Regions from separate parts of the Mus musculus genome. Here regions 2 and 3 are each linked to region 1. A link is a contact called in public HiChIP or PLAC-seq and promoter capture Hi-C data. All regions are on one chromosome and are shown on one strand. Each heading gives the region's core, a stretch centred on a gene start, on an enhancer-like site or on the middle of the called end of the contact. The rest is flanking DNA. Distances are from core to core; before and after follow the strand shown.

Region 1 (3,663 bases), core at 538-3,037:
GTTTGAGAAAAGCTGTCTCCTGACTCTCTTTGGGTTCTCTCTCTCTCTGGGTTCTCTCTCTGGGTTTTCTCTCTCTCTCTGGGTTCTCTCTCTCTGGGTTCTCTCTCTCTGGGTTCTCTCTGGGGTCTCTCTCTCTCTGGGTTCTCTCTCTCTCTACACACACACACACACACACACACACACACACTTTTTCTCTCCATACTAGGAACAGAACTCAGGGCCTCTTGTATTCTAAACAAGTAGTCTACCAACTGGGCTACCATCCAGCCCTCTCCTACTTTTGGTTTTGAAATGAAAATCTCACTGAGTTATGTACCATAGACCTTACCCTGGCATCCACAAAATGAGAAAGGGACATGAGGACAGGTTTTGAATGCCCAGGGGCACCAGGCATTGCCTGACGTGTGGCGTGAAGCCCAGAGCCTACAAGTCTAATACATAACCAGCTTACCTGCATCCTAGCCTCCTAGGCCCAAGTGGGCCTTGAGAGCCAGCAGTGTACTTAGAATGGGGGATTTGGGTGTGTGCCCTAAGCTGTCTGATACTTGGCCTAGCACATGGGGAAAGGCCTTTGGGTTCAACTGATTTCCTACAGTCTTAGGAGCCACCCTTGAAGGTCAGCATCACCACCACACATGGCTAATAGTTTGACCTGCCCATGCCCCTTCACTTGGATGCTAAATGGCTCAGGCCTGACTTGAGCCCAGCCTCTACTCTGCTTGTAAAGGCTCTGACTTCCAACCAGCACAGTTGAGGCTCCCTGGACTCTGTCATAGAAAGAATAGAAATGCTGGCCTAGTAAGGAAGATCTGCTTTCCTGGGGCTAAAACCCCTCTAGGAACAGCAAAGCAAGAAACCAATTCTGACTCTCCTTGCTTATAAGTCTTGGTTGTCCTGGGGCCTCCTCTGTCTATGCACGTTCTCCTTGGAATCAAGCCCACTTACAGACTGACTAAATAAACAAGAGGGTTGCTGGGCGGTGGTGGTGCACACCTTGAATCCCAGCACTTGGGAGGCAGGCAGATTTCTGAGTTCGAGGCCAGCCTGGTCTACAAAATGAGTTCCAGGACAGCCAGGGCTATACAGAGAAACCCTGGAGAGAGAGAGAGAGAAGAGAGAGAGAGAGAGAGAGAGAGAGAGAGAGAGAGAGAGAGAAAGAGAGTAGAGGACACGGAGACTTTAACCAGTTGTCCTCGGTGAGGGGGAACACCAGTTCCAAATGTCTGTTGGTGTCACTACAGGAGAGACACATGAGGGTTTAGGTGTACTGAGCCATTTTTTTACACTGAAGGGTTGATTGTGGGATGTGTGCAGAGGCCTCTTGATCTTTGTGCCACTTTGCTGCTGAATAAGAGGCCCTCCTACCTTCCCTTGTTCCTTGCCGGGTCCTTTCCACCCAACCCATCTCCTGCCTCAGGTCCTCCCACTCTGGGGAACAGTCTGACTACATCAGAAATGTTGTTACATTAGGGTACAACCAGTTACTTAGAGACCTGAAGTTGGGTATCAAGGGCGTCCACTTTCGGCGACCCAGAACTTGCAGAGAGGTTCAGCAATTCCGAGAATCAAGGTGCCCTTGAGCCAAAGCGCTGGGTCCGCCCCTGCTGGCAAGGGCCACTCAGTCCCTCAATCCGTGGATCGCTCTGGGCGAAGGAGGAGGTGCTCAGGCCCGGCCCGCAATTACGTAATCCGGAGGGCCAGGCACGCCAGGCTTGTGTGTCTGTGTTTGTGTGTGTGTGTTGGGAGTGGGGGTGTGTTTCTCCAGGCCCCACCCCGAGGTGGGGGCAGGGCCTTCGGGAAGCGCAGCGGGACACAAGCAAGACTAGAGCGGATTCGGCTGCTGGTGGGGTCTGTGCTACCGCCTTTCCTACTTTCCCCCTGAGGGCTCCGCTGTACCTCCGCTCTTTTCAGCCTCGCCCCACTCTTGTACAGATTCTGTAGGGTTCCAGTGACTATAAAGCCTGGGCCAGGAAACTTGAGCAGAGTGGGGAGTGGAGCTATTTCTTACCTGCCCAGCCTAACTCGGGTGCCTTTCCCTGAGGAAAGAATCCAGGCTCCTCCCGCAAGAAAGGGCTCCGGGGTCCTTTTATCTCTAATCCAAGTACTGGCTTTCCATCGGCAGCAGGACTCTCAGACCTGTGCCACCGGGACAGTGGCTGGCATTTGGGCTTGCCTGGCTCTGACTCTACTCTGGCCACCCTATGACTGGGTCCTGCAGCTCCTGCCAAACCCAGAGCTACTCTATGACTCCTCCCCAGGGCACCTTCTAGACTCGGGATCCATTTGTTTCCCATCCCAGCCTCTTCTTAGAAACCTGGCCCCCCCTCAGTAATAACCCCAACCCCCCTCACTCCCAGTGACAGGCTCTTCTGTCCAGTTCTCCCAGGGCTACCAGCCGAAGAGCCACTGCTGGACTCCAGCTTCAACATCATGGGCAGCCCAGAAGAGCGCTTCCATTTTGCCATCGACCGTGGTGGCACCTTTACAGATGTCTTTGCCCAGTGCCCAGGAGGGCATGTACGTGTCCTGAAGCTGCTCTCAGAGGATCCTGCCAACTATGCAGACGCACCCACAGAGGGCATCCGCCGAATTCTAGAGCAGGTGGGCCAGGGCCAGTGGCGGGCAGAGGGGAGGTGTTAGGGAGACCCCAACCTGAGGTTCTCCCCCTGACTATGTGGTCCCCAGGAGAGGGGTGTGCTGCTGCCCCGAGGCCGGCCGCTAGACACCAGTCACATCGCCAGCATCCGCATGGGTACCACCGTGGCCACCAATGCTCTGTTGGAACGGCAGGGAGAACGGGTGGCACTGCTGGTGACTCGCGGTTTCCGAGACCTGCTGCATATTGGCACTCAGGCCCGCCCAGACCTCTTTGACCTGGTGAGCTCTCCCGTGCCAACTGGGCATTAGGTGAAGCTTGTGCACTCTTTCCCCTCCCCCAGCCAAGGTCTTGTGGGGAGGTCTGTGAAGCAATGGTGGCTAGTAGGCCTTAAGGAGACTGAGCACTGCTAGCAGGACCCGTGTCCTCATACTTCCAGACTGGCATGGGAATACTCTGCCAGTTCAAGGTGAGAACATAGAAGTTCCACCTTTGAATTCCTGGAAGAAGCTGCCCTCTTGAGGTAGGGTGCTGGTTCTCTAGTTCTTAAGGGCTTGGGCTTGGGTACAGAGAGAAGCCTTCTGGGTGGACCTTGCTGGGCCATTTTGACTGTCTCCTAGCTTTTTGGAACACATCCCCTTGGCCCGCACTGCGACATCATGCAGGACCCCATAGACCACTCAGGCCGGGGTCTCCTCTGAGCCTCTGCCTGCCCTCAGGCTGTGCCCATGCCAGAGGTACTGTATGAGGAGGTCGTGGAGGTGGACGAGCGAGTGCTGCTGTATCGTGGAGAACCCGGTGCCGGCTCTCCCGTCAAAGGTGCGCATGGTGCTGACATCCTGTGTGAGGTTCTTGGGGTAGGCAGAGCCTGGCAATTTTTTTGAATGGGGGCTTTGGGCTTGTTTCAGGCTGTACAGGGGACCTGCTAGAGATACAGCAGCCTGTGGATCTGGCAGCCCTGCGTGGGAAGCTGGAGGGGCTCTTGACTCGGGGCATTCACAGCCTGGCAGTGGTACTCATGCATTCGTACACGTGAGTGAGGGCTGTTTCCCGTGCGTGGAGACTGG
Region 2 (3,663 bases), core at 609-3,108, 100 kb after region 1:
TATGACTTGGTCAACTTAGTTACTGTAAGGGCACCCTCGTGGGACTGGGCAGAAGAGACTTCAGGTCCAAGGGCTCAGGGGACTTTGGATGTGGCTGGAGATCATTAGGGGATGGTGGTGAGTTATGTATTGGCTTCGTGGGTGGGGGATTAGAGATTTGATGGGATTAGGTTAGGAAATCATGTCAGGAAGATAGGAACTCTGGGTGGGGGTGGGGTGAGTACAGGTTACTGTGGAGAAGTGTCTGAGGGACAGGCCAAGCAAGTCGGAATTTGTTTGCTCTTAGAACTGGGTTGGTACTGGTCCTGTAACTAAAGCACTGGTGCCTTAGGTACCACAGGGAAGGGGGTGTGGTGGCTGTACACTCTCGGCCCTACAGACCCAATTTAGTGCTGCTCTGCACTTCCAGGGTTGGGCTCCGAGGGCCTGCCCCCCTTCCTGCCTAAGTCTGGCTAGGGGCGTGGTACAGGGAGAGCCCTGCCGCAGTGAGCTGGCTGAGCTGGCCTCAGGGAAGGCTTTGGGGACTGTTGGCTGAGCCTTCAGAGTTTCCACCCGCCACCGGTCTGTGTCTGTATGTTTGGAGTCTGCTGGGGCACCATGGCGACAGCCCATAAACCCGCCCCACGCACTGCTTTGTTGGCTGCCCGCCTGCCTCTGGCCAGCGCCTCCCACCGCAGGATCCCCCGCCTCCGCCCTATTTATAATCAGTTCCTGGGGTTGCAGTGCTTGGTGGGAATGGGTGTGTCCATTCAGGGAGAGCCTTAATGGCATGGGGGGTTTGGTGCGGCACCACAGGGAGAGTTGGAGTATTGGGTGGTGGCACCCAGCACAGGCTACATGCGTGTGGGACCCTCGGTTGTGAGGGCCCAGCAGAGGTGACAGCTGTGCTAGGCAGCCCTTAGGGCATGAGCTCAGTCCTCTTCCTTTCACTTCAGTTCCTGCTGGTGTCCTCGTGTCCTCTCCACAGCACCTGCCCCTCCGGCCACAAGTGGACACTCAGGCTGCCTGGGGGTAGGGAATTTTTGGATGTCAGGGCCACCAAGCCTGGGGTGTTAGGGACTTGGTGACTTTGATTCCCTATGGCAGCTGGGAGTCCCTGGCGTCCAACAGCTGCACTGAAGGTGTGGGAGGAAAGAGGCCTCACCCAGAGCTCTCTTCAGAGGTCTTGGACTGGAAAGTGGCTTTGTTTCTGGACCCACCCTAATCTAGCCTGTCGTGGAAGTGTTACGTTCCATGGTCATCTGGTGAGAGGGGCACAGTACTGTCCCTTTCCTTTTCTGATGGACAGCGGCAGTGGTGCCTGCCGCCAACTGTCTGTGCGTCCTGGCAGCTCCTCCCACTCTTCTCCTTCAGGTCTCTGGCCACCACCACACCCCAGATTCTTCTCCATACCCTAATCTTCCTCCCTTGGATTCTTTTAGTTTTCTACTTTGCGCAACCCCTCCTTTAGATAGCTATGGACAGATGATACCTCACCTCACCCTGAGATCACAGTGAGGGGGTGCTGTCCTTATGAGGACCCTCCTGCTCTCTCTGCTCCCTGTTTTCTGCCCATCTGTTCTCTTCTGAGGGGGGCGGGGTTGATTCTTGATCCATATTACACTCCGTCCTGCCTTCACACAGTCTTGAGAACCTTGAACAAGTGTTTTAGAAACACATGTAATTTCTGACATTGGAGCTATGTGGCCCGGGTGGGGAGGGGCAGTTTATTGGTGCCCCCCACTCTTCAAGGGGCCCCCGCCAGTAGTGGGTGGGAGGGACCGGCCCTGCTGCTGAGTCAGAGGGGGCCGGCCCAGGCGTCCTGGAGGGCGGGCAGGCGGGAGGCTCAGACAGGCAGCCTTGCCGGCGCAGGAATTCACAGAGCAAGGCTCTGGAGCCGCACTGCCCCTGAGCCTGCGCCCTTGTGCTTAGAACCGGAGCCTGCCTGCCTGTTTGCCAGTGGCCCCTGCTGCATCTTGTGCCAAAGGAGCTTCATCAGCCTCCTGGCTGTGCCCCACCTGCTGTCCTCACCCTGTGCTGACCGGCAGGCTTCCAGCAGCCATGGTGGCTGGCATGCTCATGCCGCTGGACCGGCTACGGGCCATCTATGAGGTGCTCTTCCGTGAGGGGGTGATGGTTGCCAAGAAGGACCGGCGACCCCGCAGCCTGCATCCCCATGTGCCCGGCGTCACCAATCTACAGGTCATGCGTGCCATGGCTTCACTGAAAGCTCGGGGCCTGGTGCGGGAGACCTTTGCCTGGTGCCACTTCTACTGGTACCTGACCAACGAGGGCATTGACCACCTACGCCAGTACTTACACCTGCCACCGGAGATTGTACCTGCCTCTCTGCAGCGTGTGCGCCGCCCTGTCGCCATGGTGATACCTGCACGTCGTCGCTCCCCCCATGTGCAGACCATGCAAGGTCCCCTAGGCTGCCCACCAAAGAGGGGGCCTCTGCCAGCTGAGGACCCTGCCCGTGAGGAGCGGCAGGTCTATCGCAGGAAGGAGCGTGAGGAGGGGGCACCTGAAACCCCTGTGGTGTCTGCCACCACCGTGGGGACCCTGGCCAGACCAGGTCCGGAGCCTGCCCCAGCCACAGGTCAGCTGAATTTTGGCTCCAGGCCGTGAGGGATGGGAAGTGACTGTAGGTGTTTTTGGTGTTGGGACTTAGGTCTGGTGGGCTCTGGGGGGCAGTACATTGTGTGTATGGTTCTGTTCATATCAGCAGGTGGCGCCCTTTCTGCTGGAGGGTGATGGGTGTTCTAGCCAGTGGACCCACGTGGCTTGTGCTCCTCTGGGTAAATCCTGGTGAGGGCGGGGCCTGAACGCCCCAAGACTGGCAGGACCAGCTGTTGGCATAGTCGTGTTTGTACCCCTCTCAGGCACTGTCCTTGCCCTTGCCCCCACCTCCTTCCCCCACCCTTTAGGGGCCCCTCTTTTCAGAAGTGGGCGTGTAGAGAAGATCTGCTGGCATGAGACTGACTCAGGCAAACCGCTTGTCCACTGAGGCTTGAGTCTGTCTTCCCCTATGGCCAAGTGGCTAAGATTCTGTATTACATGAGCAGTACTGAGGGCCCCCATGACTGGGTGCTTGGCCTGCTGGGAGTTGGCCATGATCTGGAGGTGGAGCGGCTCTAGATGAGATGGGAAGAAGGGCACAGCTCAGGAGCACTGCCTAGGAGGGCAGAGGTCAGGGCATTGGGATGCTGACCCAGCCCATGGTCTGGGTGAGGGTCTGGTTCCCCCCAGCTGGGAACCAGGTCTTAGAGGATGGGACAACAACCCATTGGCCCAGGGGTTTCCAGAAGGTACCCCCTCTGCCCTTAAGCCCTTATACCATCAGGACTCGGATAGGCTTATGTGTTCTCGGTGTGTGTGATGCCTGTGCAGGCTCTCCTGAGGCACATTGTCCTCAATGCCTGCTGAGGGCATCCCAGGACCTCCAGCAGTATCCATGTATTGCAGGCATCAGAACAGCCCGGTATCTGTCTGCCTCCCTCCTTGTGCCTTAGTATGTGGGAGGGACTTATTCTCTGGGAGTGGGGGAGGGAGTCTAGAGTGAGGGTAGACCCTCTGTGGGGCACAGCTGCCTGAGCAGAAGCCTCAGTCGTGGTCTTTCTGGGTTGGACTTGTGTGGCTTGTTGGAGTGGTGAGTGTAGCTGGAAGGGGCAGGGAATTTGA
Region 3 (3,663 bases), core at 815-3,314, 82 kb after region 1:
CCATGGGGAGCTGTCTTAATGCTCCCCACTAGGTGGCTATGCCTCTCTTCTAGTCCCAGCTTACAGTTGGCTAATTCCCTAGGGCGTTCCACCTGGAGTGCCTGGACTGAGGAAGGGCCCTAGCCTTTAAAGAGATGCTGCCTTCACCTTTGACTCTCATCCCATTGACCTCCATTCCTATTTACAGCCTCCCAGGCCTCTTCCCCAGAGTCATTCCTGCCTGGAAATCCCCAGCCTTTCCCACAGGGCAATGCTTTTCCTAAAACTTTCTAAACTTCCTGTCTACTTGAGTTCCACCGTCTTCCCACTCTACCCTGCCTCCTATCTGTGGAGATCCCTGCTGAGTTGGAAACAGATGGGGCTTGTGGCTAGAGAGCTCTGGGTGCCTAACCCAGCCCAGCACCCTTGCTGCATCAGTGGGCTGATGACGTATCCTGCTAGTTGGTCCACCTCTGAGAGGTATCCTGACCTCTGCTTCCCTGAGCCTGCTTTGTAATGGCTCCCAGGAAGTTTTGAGGGAGAGGGGATAATTAAAGGATACAGAGATGGGGATGTTTGGTAAAGAAGAAAAAGCTTGAGTCCTCCTCCACCCCCAAGTATGAGGCAGGGCACAGTTTAGGGTGGAGATGAGCAGCACCTTCGAGGCCTACCCTGTCACTTATGGGAACGATATAGTGCCAGGCAGCGTGGCTGGCAGCGTGCTGGCCACACTGCCTCGTCGTCGGGGCAGAAAGCATGAGAATGGAGGCAGGGGTGAGCGCTCTTGGTGAGTGGGTAAGGATTGGGGGATGGGAATCTGCAAGAAGTATCTGTGTGAGAGAGATCCACACCAGGCTGAGGGAAAGGTGGGTTGAAAAGAGGCCGGGAGCTATGTCCCTATGTCTACAGCAAGACGGGGGTGGGGGTGGGCAAGCTCCTTTGAAGGCTGTGGCCGACCTGGTACTGCTGTGGGTGGTACCCTCTCCTGTGTTCCTGTCCTTCTCTATACTGGACTCTGAGCTCTGTTATCTTCGTCCCTGGCACCAGCACTCCCCCCGCCCCCCAGCTTGCATTCGCAGGGTGTTTGCACGGATGAACGGTGACTAACAGTAGCATTCAGCTGGCAAGGGTAAGGGCTGCCAGTTGTTTGGGGCTCTTGGGAGAGGACTTGAGATCTCTCAACTGTGGAAAGGCAAACACTAAATAAAAGAGTCTGGCACAATAGAACTACCTTAAAGAAAAGTAGTAAGGTGGTGGTGCCTGGTGCCGATGTCTGTGAGGTAGGGGAGAGGAGGGGAGGAGCTGGCGAGAGGGAGACAGAGCTTCCTGTACTCGGAGTCCTCCCGACTCTGATGACCTCTGGAGACACTGGCTTTCCTTGTTAGCCCTTATTCTGTTGACCCCATGCTTAGTGTTTAGATGCATTTCACAGGTCATAATACAGTTGACTTATGTAAAGTGTACAATTCGCCAGGCGGTAGTTGTGTGCGCCTTTCATCCCAGCACTTGTGAGGCAGAGGCAGGCAGGTCTCTAAATTTGAAAGAAACCCTGTTTCGAAAAAAAAAATCTATACACACACACACACGTGTGTACAATTGTGTCTTTTTTGTATGTATTAGCATATCTGCAGAGTTGTACATCTGCAGAGTTGTATATCCATCATAGTCAGTTCCAGAACATCTCACCCCCTGTCCCCTGCTATTGTAACCACTCTGCTCTCAGCTCTTAGAGATTCTGGATTGGCCATTTCATCTAAATGGACTCCTCCTGTTCGAGTCGGCCTTCTCTCACACATACCAGTATCTTATCCACCTCCCTTTTATCCCCACCCTCTCTTTTGGGACAGGATCATACAGTATAACCCTGACTGGCCTTGAGCTCACAATCCTCTTGCCTTCACCTCCGGAGCATAGTTTCCGGACATACGCCACCACGGTAGAATATTTCACTTTATGGATACAGCAACATTTCCATTTGGATTATTATGACGAATGGTGTGTTAGCACTCGCACGCACATCTGTGTGTGCATTTGTAGCTTTCTCTTGGGTAGATGACTTGCAGTGGAGTCGCTGGGTCATGTGGTCATTCTATATTTAACTGTTTGAGGAACTGCCAGATGGTTTTCCACAGGAGCTGAAGTATTCTACTCTCCCAATATCACCGCATGATGTTTCTAATGTCTTCAGTGTATTTCCTCCCCTCTTTGCACTGCCTGCCTATTAATTTTTCTACTTATTTTTTCCTTTTGTGGAGTGGTGCGTGGAACCCAGGGCCTTCAGCAGGCTAGGTGCCCTTCTAATTTCTTGAAGGATCTTTTGGATACTTAAGTTCTGAGAAAGTATTTTTAACTGAGGAGTTTTACACTTGCTGTCTGTTGGGTGGGGCAAGCATGCGTCATAGTGAACATGTGGAGGTTAAAGGACAATGTGTGGCATTTGCGTCTTTCCTTCCACGTGGGTATCAGGGATTGAACTCAGTCCCTCTGCCTGGTGGGAAGTGCCTCTATCTGTTGAGCTGTCTTCCCAGCTCAAAAAGTGTATTAAGTTTTCATTATTATTATATATCTGATTTATTTATTTATTCATTCTTTCGTTCATTCATTTTTTGTTGGCCATGCTTTACATGTTATATCTAAGAAACCATTGCTCTAACCAAAGCTAGAAACATTTTTGCTTATTGCTCTTTCTCCCTCTCCCTCTTCTTCTTTTTCTGGAATTTTTTTTTTTTTTTTTTTTTTTTTTTTTTTTTTTTTTTTTTGGTTTTTCGAGACAGGGTTTTTCTATGTAGCCTTGGCTGTCCTGGAACTCACTCTGTAGACCAGGCTGGCCTCAAACTCAGAAATCCACCTGACTCTGCCTCCCAAGTGCTGGGATAAAAGGTGTGCGCCACCACTGCCCAGCCTGGAATTTTTTTTTTTAAGGCTTATTTTATATACGTGAGTACACTGTAGCTGTCTTCAGACACACCAGAAGAGGGCATCAGATCCTGTTACAGATGGTTGCGAGTCACCATGTGGTTGCCGAGAATTGAACTCAGAACCTCTAGAAGAGCAGCCAGTGAGCTTAACCACTGAACCGACCCCCCCCCCCCCAGTCCCGTTCTTATTCTTACTTTTACACTTGCTGTTTGTTGTACTATTTATTTACTTATTTTTGTGGTTCTGGGATTGGATCCAAGGCTTCACACATGAGAGGTGAGCAGTCACCACTGAGCTACACTTCTAGCCGTATATATTTAGCTTATTAATATTTAAAAAAAAAATTCAGTTTCTGAGTATGCTGCCTGCTTGTACGTACACCGTGTGTGTGCAGTGCCTGTAGAGGCCAGAAGATGGCATCAGTTCACCCAGGACTAGAGTTACAGCTGGTTGTCAGCTGCTTTGTAAATGCTGGGACTTGAACCTGTGTCATCCAAAGAGCAGGCAGTGTTCAGAGCAGAGCTGTATTTAGTTCTTATGTGGAGGCCTTTGGTCTGTTTGAGTTCATTTTGTGTGTGACATGAAGTAGGTGTCTACTTTAGTGTGTGACTATCCTGCTGTCCCAGCATGATTTGTTGCAAAGATTTTTTTTCCCCTATTGAGTGTCATCAACAGTCTCATGGTTTCAAATGATTACAAAATACTCTGTTACCTGGAAGCATGACTCTTTGTTTACTTGATCCTTAGATGGACATTGAACTTACT

What was found. HiChIP or PLAC-seq counts read pairs in DNA pulled down with a chosen protein or histone mark. Capture Hi-C pulls out chosen DNA fragments and counts their contacts.
Region 2: a promoter capture Hi-C map of adipose tissue shows a contact between it and region 1. The contact joins the promoter of Plec here to the promoter of Oplah in region 1. A contact is called at or near these places in 13 of 39 promoter capture datasets (the C10 cell line, the HPC-7 cell line, cranial neural crest and 9 more), 1 of 15 datasets of contacts at CTCF or cohesin (the NIH/3T3 cell line), 10 of 484 Hi-C or Micro-C datasets (CD8 T cells, Sertoli cells, embryonic stem cells and 5 more), 14 of 115 datasets of contacts at active chromatin or transcription factors (CD8 T cells, the HPC-7 cell line, bone marrow-derived macrophages and 10 more) and 4 of 9 other capture datasets (adipose tissue, bone marrow-derived macrophages, liver and 1 more).
Region 3: a contact with region 1 is called in an H3K4me3 HiChIP or PLAC-seq map of bone marrow-derived macrophages, with 2.2 times the contacts expected there. The contact joins the enhancer-like site here to the promoter of Oplah in region 1. A contact is called at or near these places in 20 of 39 promoter capture datasets (the C10 cell line, the HPC-7 cell line, cranial neural crest and 12 more), 2 of 15 datasets of contacts at CTCF or cohesin (both in the NIH/3T3 cell line), 8 of 484 Hi-C or Micro-C datasets (CD8 T cells, embryonic stem cells, forebrain and 3 more), 17 of 115 datasets of contacts at active chromatin or transcription factors (the 230-238 cell line, the HPC-7 cell line, SST interneurons and 11 more) and 3 of 9 other capture datasets (adipose tissue, liver and pancreatic islet).

Annotation. Positions count from the first base shown.
Region 1 is chr15:76,305,413-76,309,075 of GRCm38.p6, reverse strand. It overlaps Oplah (5-oxoprolinase (ATP-hydrolysing)), which reads left to right and starts at 1,787. Exons shown (of 27, transcript NM_153122.3): 1 at 1,787-1,848; 2 at 2,378-2,601; 3 at 2,686-2,877; 4 at 3,316-3,415; 5 at 3,505-3,628. The coding sequence starts at 2,431.
Region 2 is chr15:76,204,516-76,208,178 of GRCm38.p6, reverse strand. Plec (plectin) reads left to right here and starts at 1,858. Exons shown (of 33, transcript NM_001163540.1): 1 at 1,858-2,581. The coding sequence starts at 2,041.
Region 3 is chr15:76,223,677-76,227,339 of GRCm38.p6, reverse strand. It overlaps a transcript of Plec not described here. Among named protein-coding and RNA genes, the nearest start is that of Mir1942, 9.8 kb to the right of the region's middle. Within about 2 kb of position 2,064, at least 9 of the 459 cell types and tissues checked have an H3K27ac peak or open chromatin away from gene starts, as enhancers often do. A contact at or near this core is called in bone marrow-derived macrophages and macrophages, where this site is marked.